2 separate regions of the Anas platyrhynchos genome follow, and region 1 is linked to region 2. A link is a contact called in public Hi-C data. All regions are on one chromosome and are shown on one strand. Each heading gives the region's core, a stretch centred on a gene start, on an enhancer-like site or on the middle of the called end of the contact. The rest is flanking DNA. Distances are from core to core; before and after follow the strand shown.

Region 1 (5,883 bases), core at 2,653-5,152, 75 kb after region 2:
GCTGTTCATTTAGGATACCACTCTGATTGCAATAGGGTTCTGTTTTATCAGTGTTTACAGAGTTTCTGCTGCTTCTGTGCTCTGCTCAGTTATCAAAGGGCAGTGTCCTCATAAAGCAAGTGTCTGTTATCCTCTGCCAATTTACTTTGCAGCTAAGAAACGTTGAATGAGAAAGTATTGTTCATTTGTTAATTTTGCAGGAAACTGTCTTAAATCATTCATAAGTTATGAATGTTTGTTCAACCTTTTTAGGGGTATGTTAGAAACAAATATTATATGATAAAATTATTTTTCTTCATTTGCATCCAATGAGATTTCTTTGTCATATATTTTCATGTTTGCAGGATCAAAGCCTGAAAGAAAAAGCACATCAGATAACAATGCCTGAAGTTCAACAGCTGATAACTGTTAAAAATGGAGGGCATATATCACAAAATTACACACTGAATGTCACTGACAGTATTCAGGAAAAGGTTAATGTTCTGTATAGGTGCTTTCAGTTAAGCTAATCTCCCTGCAGATATATAAACAAATGCAAAGCAACAGGGAAACAATTTTTTTTTTTTTTTTAGTCTTTCATTTCTTGCCCTCTTGACCTTTTCTGCATCATAGGACTAGATCAGTAGGCTGAGTTCATGCAAGACAGAGTTTAAGGACTTTTGCAATACTTACAGAAGTGTATTTATTATTCTGTAGCATGAACTTCAGCTCCATCTAAAGAAATAAAAGGAAAGATCTTTCAGTCTCTTTAAATCTCAGGTTAAAAAGCCCTGTTTTTTGCAATTCTGAAAATTATCAATGGGAAATTTAAAATAAATAAATAAATAAATTGCTGGTTTCATGCTGTAAACTGCAGAGCTGTCTATGCACACTTTAGAGCAAGTTTTCTGTTTTGCAGCTATTCGTGATGGTGCCTACAGAAATGCGTCCATGTGTCAGTTGCAGCAGGATTACAGCTCAGAGTTATCTAAAGAAAAACAAGGAACCCTGTTAAACACAGTGTTTATACACGTGTAACAGTGAAACATACACTCAGAATTAACTGAGTAGTTTTTTTTCTATCCAGTCTTTTCAGCCCGCATTAGAAATGTTATATATTATACTTCCTGGGTTGCAGACACTAGCCTTAAAACTTACCAGACCAAGGGCAAATTGTGACAATATGACATATTGACTAATCAAGTATTTATATTATTAGGAACATTTTACAGTTATCAGTAGTTTATTATGTTGTAGATTGTTATAAGCACTTTTATAGAAGGTGTTTTTTTAAAGCAGAGCATTTAAATTACAGTCATCTTTGAACTGCCTGAGAGGTTCTGTAGTAACTTATAATTTATATTATTGTTAAGAAAAATATCAGTCATTTTTGTAAAAATAACTATGCTCAGATAGCCACTAGTACCGCATACTTGGGAAGAAATATAAGAAACTGGCAACATGCTCAGAGTGTATCTCCTTGTTTTCAGTGACTTGTAGCTCAGGGGGTTTTCAAGTCAGAGATGGCATCTCATATCCAAAAGCTCTACATGGATTGTTTACCTTTTATGAACTTAAGCATTTTTTAAGTTTATGTAATTTTTGCTGTGTACAGCTTTCAGGTTCAAGGAGTTCTATAGAGTAACAAATCTCTTTTTTATTTTTATTTTTTTAAATCTACCATCTGTCATTCAACTCCCAAACTCTTAAATTATGCAAGGCAGAATATTCACCAACTCCATTCTAGTCATGATGTCATGAACTCTCCCCACACCCTTACCCTGATCGTGTCTTTTCCAGCCTGTAAAGTCTTGGTTTGCATAGTTACTTCCCATGTAGCAGATATTCTATACATTTCCTCATCCCATTGTCTTTTTCTGTGTCCTTTCTAACTCCAGAGTACATCTGTGAGATGGGGGCGGGGAGAGAGAAGAGCCCTGCACAGGCTGTAGCTGATGGGGGTATGCCATGGTTTCATGCAGTGGCATGGTGATGGTCTTCCTGTCCTCATGGTCCATCCGAGCTTTCCATTCCAAACCCAACATCACATTTATGAGGACTGATTAGCAGTTCAAAGATTATGATTATGTATAAAAACTTCAGGAGGTTGTTGGGTTTAGTTTTTTGTTGTTGTTTTTGTTTTTGTTTTGGGGGGGTGATGGTGGTTTGTTTGCTTGGTTTTGTTTTTCTTTATATCACGAGAATTACTGTACATTTATTAGGAGTGACTTTGATATTTGGTTTTCTTCCTGGTCAATTAGATTCAGAAGGTCCATCTGCAGCCGTCTGCAGTCAGCTTTCATTTTCATTCCCCTGAATAATTTAATATCCTTTGGAGATTTTTTTGACTATACTATTCATCCTCTTTTCTAAATCATTTATAGTATGTTGAAAAGCACCAGCCCTATCACAGATCCCTATGGAACCCACCAGCAAGCTCCATTCATCGAGTAAGCTGTTCATTGATCCCTTCTCTTTACTTCCATTACTTTATCCATGAGAGAATTTTCCCTCCGCTCTTTGTCCTGAGGCAACTTTTCTTTCTTAAGAGCTTTTACTTAGATACCTAGCTGAAAACCTTTTGGGCTGTAGTTTTTCCCTATGCTTTTGCTGTTTCCTTTAAAGCACCATCTGGATTTGAGAGACCTTCTCTTTACTCAAGTCATGTTAACACAATATATTCATCCCTGGGTGCGCTGTTGCTTTATTGTTTATTCTTTGTTATGGTATCTATCAATTGCACCGGTTTGGATGTCAATCTCACCAGAGCACAGACCCTTGTGTAGCCCCACCTCCTTTTTAAAAAGTTATTTTTATCACCTGTGACACTTTCCACTACTCTGGTGCCAAAGCAATTTTAATGAAGAAGTTAGATGCTTAGCATTAATAGTTTGACTGTTTCATCCTTGAGTTGCTGTTGAACTCCAGGGCAAATACCATCTGGTCTGGGTGACTTGTTGCCATTCTTTTTGTCAGTTTGTTTTGTAACCTGCCCTACTGATACTGCAATCTGAGACAGATCCTCTGATTATTTTTATTTTTATTTTTTGCCTAAAGAAAGATCTCAGCATAAAAGCTTGTCTTAGCTTCTCTCTGTAAAACATAGTTGCAGGAAAATCATTTATCTTGTATTAGCCTTCAGAGACTGCTTTAAGGTGACTGTCTTGTTAATTGGGTTTGCTCAAACAAATCTATAAAGCCAAGTTGTTTTCCCAGTTACATAAAAGAAACACTGGAGACTGCTTCATCTGTTTAAATCTTTGGCTCCTGAGGGCTGAGGTTTCTTTTCCCTTGTAGCTAGCAACCTGAGGCAGTGTAATACGGTATCCCCTGAGCAATTCAGGATCAGTTGTCCTGTTTGATAGTATCACTGCATGGAACTGAAGGTTTTTAAGGTGATCCTTTCCATTTTTGCTCAAAGAAAACGGAAAGAAAGACGTTGTCTTCTAGCTGGAAGTCTTTCCTTTATCCCTGTATTTCCACCAGTTTATAAGCCTACCAAAACATCCCAGTATTGTTCTTGGTTCATTTCTCTTCTTTTCACCTGTGAATGAACTTAAGCTTCTCCCCTTGCCTTTTTCATTGCCTGGTGGATGCAAACATCTGAGAAGCTGTTTTTCCACTTGTGCTCTACAAAAGAGGGGAGAGGGGCTCACCCTATGATTCATGAAGTAGCGCTGCTTTGTCCTGAGCACTGCTATCAGGGTGTAAAGGATGGGGAGGATGCATGACTGTAGGGCATCATTCTGGGGGGCAGGAGCCTTTGCACTGCAGTGAGTGATGGAGAGCTCTCTCTTTTCCCAGCTCCTTCCCAGTTTATATCTGCACCCTTCTTTATAGCAGAGGCAGACACGGGGACAGCGGATGCCTGCGTTATTGCAGCCTCTTCCACTGCAAAAATATCCCGAGTAATGTTGCCTTGCTGCCATCGTGTGGTCCCTTGAATTGTTTCCTAAATGTACACTTCTGCTATTTGGAAATGGTGACGCTGTATTTCTCAAGGCAGAGTCTTTGGGAGAAGTGATCTTAAAACGGGAGGAGCATCACTTAACCCCACTTATGTTTGTGGTCTGTTCAGAAGCAACTTGTGATTCTTAACTCTGAATTGTTTGATAAGTTCTCAAGTTCCTTGGCTTTGGAGTGAAATGAATTATTTGCTGTATTAATTTAGTGTTCAGATCCTGATACTACTTCGGTTTCTCTGTGCATCAGAAGTACTACTGTATGGTCCTTTATTGTTCTGTGTGACTGTGTTTCCCCTTTCAATGACCTAATGCAGAGTGGTGCTGCAACGGCTTTTCTCCTGTTACTGGCCACCTACTCCTCTCTTTTCCTCTTCATATTGCCTAGCCACTGAGATGGATCTAGGAAGTGGCCTGAATGAAAATGAGTAATTTTCTGCTGGAATTGCATGGCTGTGCTAGCCCAAGAGAAATGTGTGGCGGTCTTTTCCTACCTCTTTCCAGGCAATCAGCCCATACCTTTGTTCCCTTACAGCAACTGCAAAATTTCTACCTGAGTGGATGGGAGAAATGAGGCACAAAATTAGGTTAAAATGGCACCTGACTGTCAGCTCAGAGCCTACTTTGCATTGTTTTTTAACATGCAGTTAAACTACTTTCAGAATACTCCTGTTAGTGAATTTGGTATCTCAATCGAGGCAGATTTCTTTTAAAACAATTTTTAAGAGATGGTTCTTATGAGGTATTCGCATAGGTATTTGTTCTGGTTTTTGTCTAGTTGTGTATAATGCACTGCAGGTATTTTTAAAGAGATTTGTTGAGAGAATTTTTTCTGGGTGGAAACTCCAGCTAAAACAACCTGGTCTCAACCTTATAAGGAAAAAACCTGTGTCCCTCAAAAAAAAATAAATAAATAAAGTGTGTAAATGATTGTGAAAATTTATGTGAAGCAAGGAAGTACTGGACAAGGTATCATGAAAGATGTTGAGGAAGCACCAGATGAAGCCTGAGGAAGCGTGGGACAGCACTTGTTGGAAAGCAGCCTCTGTGATCCATTTGTTAGTCCAAACGCTGACCAAGAGCTGCATACAATGCACACTTGTTGTTTCATTCTGGCTATTTGTGGAAACAGGACGCTGTATCCTGTCTAGAACAGACGGTCAGATAAACAGTTCTGCACCAAGGGGTTGTGAGTGCCAGTTTTTGGGCTGTCACTTTGCTGTTGTGCATTCTTTTGCATGTTATTAGCAGCGAGAAAATATAAGGTGCAAACCTGTGCTGGATGTTATGGTATAGCATCTATGTACCCTTCTGCTAGGATTGGCATTCCCAGAGGGCTGGCTGCTGGATGTGTTTCACCACACCATCTGCCCTTTGTAGCACAGCTGCTCTGCACATTTGCAGCATCAGAGAAATCAATGACTGGGGCTGGTTACGAGCCTGGTCCTGTGCTGTGGGCATGAGTGTGCAGCAGCCTCATGTCCCCTCCTGGTACCCTGCTGTTTTCTTTAATCCTGTGGTATCAGCTTTAAAGATGCCACAGTTGAGGTTTCTGATACAGTCCATTCATTTACATATATTTGATTGTAATGTGAAAGTCCTTCTTACATTTCATGTTCACTTTTTGTTTTGCCAGTGAGCTGGAGGGATTTGTTGAGGACCTAAAGAGAGACTCCACTGCTTCCAACAAGACAGTGACACTGAAAGATGTTGAAGATGGAGCCTTTCTTTTAAGGCAAGTGGGAGAAGCTGTTGCCACCCTTAAAGGTATGTACTCGTCCTTTTTCCTTTCGGTTATTCTCTTTTGACCACAGTGGCTGAAAGCAATTTTGCCTTTGATCTGAAGGCATAAACTTTCACTTCCAATATATTTAAAGTCAGGATTAAAGGGCTTGTTGCATGGCCCCTGAAAAGAGGCTGACAGTCAACTGTTTAACATTCA
Region 2 (5,831 bases), core at 1,980-4,479:
TTTTTTAAATTTTGTTTGTGAACATATTTAAACATATGGGAAAATATATAAGGTATGATTTAGTAAGTACTTCTTTGTGTCATCTGTCTTATTTATTTGATTTTGGTGTCAACAAGGCGAATTGCACCCCTCCCTACAAGGTCTGGGTAATGGTGAATGTTTCTGCCCCTCTTTCTGCAGCTATCTTTACAAGTCCTTGCACTTTATGGCTCCATAAACGTTGCTTGTCCTCTCCCCACTTCATGGGCTGGTTAAGAAATGCTGACTAGGAATGTGCTTGCTTATTAAGTAGCATTAAGCCTAGTGCTCGCTGCCAAGAATAAAATTGATTTCTTATCAAATACATACTCATATCCGTGTTATTTGAATAACCCCTGTTGTTATTGTTTGACGATTTTTTTTTTAAATCTGTTTAAAATTCAGAATTACACCTGAAATACAATAGTTACATGAGCTGAGCATGAGAAATAGCTTGTAACCTTTCACAACGGGTGTTTGTATATAGGTAGATCACAATAATAGCTTGCATTGGTTTTACATTTATGCAACTCCACTTTCAAACATGGAAATAGTATGGATTTATGCCATGTTAAGAGGAGGTCTGAGCTTCATGTCTGAGCAGAACCCATGATGTGCCTCTGCCTTGCTTTGGTGGGGTCCAATTCACCTCATGGTGTTGCAGTTTTGGGGCTGTGGAATGAGTACTGCTGAAAAGTGGTGCTTTTTTTTTCAGCCCAGGAGGGTGAGATGCCATATGTTAGGTCCTAAAGAACTGCCCCAGGGACAACCAAAGAAACATAGCATTGCTGAAGTTGTCTCCACCTGTGCATTGGCAGGTAACACTGGTCAACTGCACAGCTGAGATTGTGTCTAGTTGCTTATGGTAATGGAGTATTCCCTAACTGCTAAAATATGCACCTGTTCATATTTTTGGATAAACTATATGCAGTATGCAACTGCATGTCTCAGATGGCATGTGAGGATTCAACTGAAAGAAAAAAAAAAAGAAAGCAAGGCAAAATAGGCTTGATTCATATTCTGAGAATATTTTTTCTTAAAGAAACAAAAATAATCCCCTTCCCAACAAATTCTAAATATAACAATCTTTTGCAGGTTGATTTTTTTTTTTTTCAATCCAGTTTTATTTTTTAGTTATGGCTTTCTATAAAGTGAGCATTCTGATATGCCTTGTAACTTTCTATTAATGGGTACACACAGATAAGTTGTTAGTAGTACAAGGAGTGAGGAAGCTGTAATGACCTGACTTGGTTGTACTCCTGTGGTATGCCTGTGTAAATGAAATATTTCAGCAGTGATGGTTCCCAAGCCATTTTGGAAAGTTGAATGAAGAAATACTGAGTAATCAAATTCTTTCTCTGTGTTTGCAAGTCATTTGTCACCTCTGTAAGCTTTCAGGCACAAGTCCCTGTATTTACAACCTGCAGACTAGTGCTGACCGTGGAAGAGGCACTTCAAAGCATACTTTAGTTTACTGAGAACAAATGTTGTTAGCTTTAACTCCTGCAAAAATTCAGTGCTCTTGAATAACTTCACTGCGGGACATTGGATAATACCTAATATTTTATTATTAACATTTGAGAAGTGAAAAGTTCTGGAGGATTTAGCTTTCTCTTGAGGTATTTCTAATTTATTATAGTTTGTGAGCAACTGGACAACTTGGCAACAACAAGCTTCAATAGCCAGCTAATGAAAATCTAATAAAAGCTAAAGTTCTTCATACGTTCAAAGTCACACAGGGAATATTATGTAATCTGTGCTATTGCTGAAACAAGCTCACCTCATCTCACTTAAAAAAAAAAACACTGAAGGAACCAGATGTCAGCAAGATATGTCATCTTGGCTTTTTAGAAAGAGGCAAAAACATTTCTGGATCTTGCCAGCATCTTCAAATCTAGAGTTGAAGTTGATTTTAATACAGAGGATGTTTAATATACTAACATCTGACCTTAAATGATAGGGAAAAGAAAAGCATAAGCATTTTATGACATCTTGTGCCTGGTACTGATTATAGGCCTTTATAAAGTTCGTATTTGCATACTACTTTTGGGACAGAATGAGCTTGCTTTGCTTTGAATTTCTGCTTGTACAATGTCTGTTCTAGTTTGTAGTGATAGAGAGTTTGCTTGAGAGACTGGAAAATTATTCTTCTAGGGTAATATTAAATCTGGTGGAGGGAGTTTCACTGAACAGAGCAAACATTACTAAGTATATTTCTTCATGCAACCTCTCCTTGTAGAAGGCACTTACAATATCACTTATAGTCAGCAAAAATTGTTAAGTACATTGTATCTCCTATTGAATGCGTTTTTATTACACATATCTTACAGTAATAGAGAGTCAGTAGAAATGCCCAGAAGAAACCCTGTCTCTCCTATGAGAGAGTCTGCTTTTTTTGGATACTGTGTTTAGCAATTTAGTAATGTGATTGCCCAGTAAAAATCGTAGTTAATTTGGTCAGTTAATGAAGACATTTCTGATTTTTGCTGATGCAACAAAAAACAAAATAATTATTTATGAATTTGGGTAGAAATGTTGGATGGTTAATCTGGCCTTGCTGCATGACCTCTACCTTACATAGACATCACAGCAGAATATATTGAGATTAATAGCTTATGACTGCTGCATCACACAATTTCTTTGTGGAGTGTTTTTCTTGGTAGACTTATCAACATAAGAGTAGTGTTTTAGGTTTTCTCTGTTATAACTTTAACTGCAAATGGTTTAAATGACATTGACATGCTACTGTGCTACTAGTGTCCTCTTCGTACTTCCATACACTGAGGGTTTAAATGCAAATTTAAGAAAGCACAATGAAAACCTTTCTGATCTTACATGTTCAGTAAGCGCACGTGTGTGTGTGTGTAGACATGTCTATGCTGTAGTAGTTGTTTGAGCAGCAAGGAATGGCATTACCATATGTCTCTTCAGCACTTCTTGTCCTGAGGGCCTTGTTAGCAATAAAATTTGCAACGTGAATGTATAACAATAAAAACCTTAACAGAATACCCACGGACACCGTTTTCTTAAATAATCTACACAGAAGTGACCTTCAGCATACCAGTATTTGAAGAAGTTTGGAATTCTTCCTCCTTCTCTTTGTTTTTTGTTTGGTTGTTCTTGTTATTTTCCCCAAATATTCTAGGTCCAGTTGACCAATAACGCAATGCTCTGTTTTGCAGACAAGAAGCCCAAAGCCGTCGCAGAGCCCACAGCCCAATTTGGGTGACCAGACAGAGCACCTATCTGAAGCGTCTGCCGATTCCTTAGAGGCCATGTCTGAGGGTGATTCTCCGACTCCCTTTTCGAGGGGCAGCCGCACGCGGGCGAGCCTTCCCGTCGTGCGGTCAGCAAACCAAACCAAGGAGAGATCACTGGGTAAGACCCTGCTTCAGTCCCTCTCCTCTCTCGTCTGAGCCCATGCTCTCCCTTTGCACATTCAAAGTAATTTTTAAATAGTTTGAGGTTTAAAAAAGGTAGCATTTTATTTTTAATGTCAAGGTACGTTTCAGAAATGAGCTCAGTATGGTGTACTGGCTAACCTGGGGGAACGGTGAAATTATTTTCATAGTATCTGAAAGTGTGCTGGGAACAAGATAAACAAGGAGAAAGATGCGGACCCTGACATGAAATGCTGACAGTTGAAACCAGTATTACAAATCCTTTTTGCCAAGCCTGCATACTATGTGGCAGCAGACTTGGTACAGGCCTGTGCCCTCATTTTCAGACAGGAGATAAGGGCTTTGTCACTTCATTGCTTCTTCAAAGGTAGACCTAGTTGGAAGCAACCTAGAGATATCATTGCCTGACAGATCCAGTTCTTAGAGAAAAGATTTGGTATTTGTACAGGAGGATTTGAACAGATAGGCTGATGGAAATGCCCTTTTCTTCAGGGCAGCGCTCTTCCACCTCTGTGGGGACATGAATGATACAGAAATTCAGCTGTGCAGCTCTGCTGCCGCCACTCAGATGCCTCCTTTTTTATTCCTGTATCTGAGGGCGAACAGAGCCCAGTTGTGAGCTGGAGCTCCTCTGCTAACAGTGGTTGCTGTGACTGCTCTAGCTGATGGATGGAGCAGGCTGTTTTTTTGAGGGAAGACACCAGAGGGCAGTTAAGCCACGGTGAGGAGACAGCGTAACTTGCGTGCGGATTGCTGAGGAAGGCATGTTTCTTCTCAGAGGCAATAAACTGAAATGCTGCTTTCCTGGAGACTCTTCCGACAGAGAGAGTGACATAAACCAAAGCCTGGGCTGTAAATCACACCGTGTGTGTAAGCTTATCATGGTGCTTTACTTATTCCTCAACAGGCTAAGACAGTTTCTGTCAAGAGCATCATGACTAACACAACAAATGAGCAGAAACCAGGGCGGGATGTCGGGGAGGAGGGCAGAGCAGCAGGGTGTGGAGAGGGGCCAGGCTCTGCCCATGTCAGCTCAGGGGGTGGTACTGGTGCCCTCCCAAAGCCCATTGGACCACCAACATTTTGTCCAACCTGTACAATACTTTTTAGTTAAGAGGTGTTTTTAAGAGCAAGCTCACAGCATGTCTAATATACATGCAGAGGATTCATCGCTGCCTATATGTCACTGCTGGCTAGGGAGTCCACAGCAGGCCACATGTCACACTAAGGATTACTGGAAAACCTGTACTTCATGGTGATGTGAAGCAGATTGAGACTTGGCAGGTCTCTGTGCGACTCACAGTCCAGCCTCACCACGTGGGTTTCAGCAGGCAGTTAGCATCATTTCATCGGTACCAGGACCTGGTGCATGCACGTGTGTCCATCCTCAGGCCACGTAGAATACCTCAGGCTCTGAAATTCTGTTTCAGATGCAAACCAAGAATTGGTAAACAGCTTTTGGAGAGCTTTTCACTGACATCAAAGACTGTGGCCTGCTTTTTGCAGTGTTTTCTCCCCCAGATGCTGAACTGGAAAAAAGGTTTTTATCGTCAGTATGTACATCCGACACTGGTCTTCTGAAAAGACAATATGCTTACGTGCTCCTCAGTATGAATAAGGTGATAGGAACATAAGAAGGGACATACTGGGTTAGACCAAGAGTTCACCAGGCCCTGCATTTTGTTCCCAGTGAGGACCATAGGCAGCTAGTCAAGGCAAGAGTAAGAAGAGGGATAAGTATGCGTAGGTACGCTCCTTCCTTTGACTACTCTCCCAGCCTCAAGCTATCTTCAGCATAGGGATTTCCTGGTTGTGATTTCTGTCTATATAATAACCATCAAGAGATGTCTCCTCCAGGTATTTGTTCAGTCTCCCTTTGAACCCACGTAATTTTTTTGCATCCACAACAGTGCAGCCCTGACTTTGGCAGTAAGTTTAGTTGGTTTACTGCCCAACAATTGCTATTCTTTTTCTTTGTTTTGTACTTGCTTATCTGCTTTAAACTCATGTCATGCATCCTTGTCCTTGTGCTGGAAGTGACAGCAAACATTAGATCCCTATCTGCTCCCTCAGGCCATCTCTGATTTTGTAGGCCTCTCTCATTTCCCTCAGGTCATCTCTTCTCCGGGCTAGGAACTGCTGCTGTAATCATGTGTTCCTCACCTGGAAACCATCCCGTACATTTGATAATCATTGCTAACCTTCCTTGAATTTATTATGGTTGGACAATATCTTTTTGCTAGGATGAAAGGACCTGAGCTGCAGAAGCTCGCTGTTAAGTAATCCATTCTTAACATCTATTGCATATACTAAATTGTGTTGTCCAGGCCCATACAGAGCATTGTCACGTGAAGGAGTACAGGTTTATATAATGACCATGATTTCAGACCATGAAAGTCATCCCATCTCAGC

Evidence for each region. A called contact is a pair of places that touch in the nucleus more often than the background predicts.
Region 1: a Hi-C map of subcutaneous adipose tissue shows a contact between it and region 2, with 2.2 times the contacts expected there. The contact joins two enhancer-like sites. A contact is called at or near these places in 4 of 8 Hi-C or Micro-C datasets (liver, skeletal muscle and subcutaneous adipose tissue).

Annotation. Positions count from the first base shown.
Region 1 is chr2:141,481,184-141,487,066 of IASCAAS_PekinDuck_T2T, forward strand. It overlaps KIAA1217 (KIAA1217 ortholog), which reads left to right. Exons shown (of 21, transcript XM_038174602.2): 12 at 5,578-5,708. Among named protein-coding and RNA genes, the nearest start is that of ARHGAP21, 150 kb to the right of the region's middle. Within about 2 kb of position 3,903, at least 1 of the 8 cell types and tissues checked has an H3K27ac peak or open chromatin away from gene starts, as enhancers often do. A contact at or near this core is called in subcutaneous adipose tissue, where this site is marked.
Region 2 is chr2:141,406,877-141,412,707 of IASCAAS_PekinDuck_T2T, forward strand. It overlaps KIAA1217 (KIAA1217 ortholog), which reads left to right. Exons shown (of 21, transcript XM_038174602.2): 4 at 3,201-3,396. Among named protein-coding and RNA genes, the nearest start is that of ARHGAP21, 220 kb to the right of the region's middle. Within about 2 kb of position 3,230, at least 2 of the 8 cell types and tissues checked have an H3K27ac peak or open chromatin away from gene starts, as enhancers often do. A contact at or near this core is called in subcutaneous adipose tissue, where this site is marked.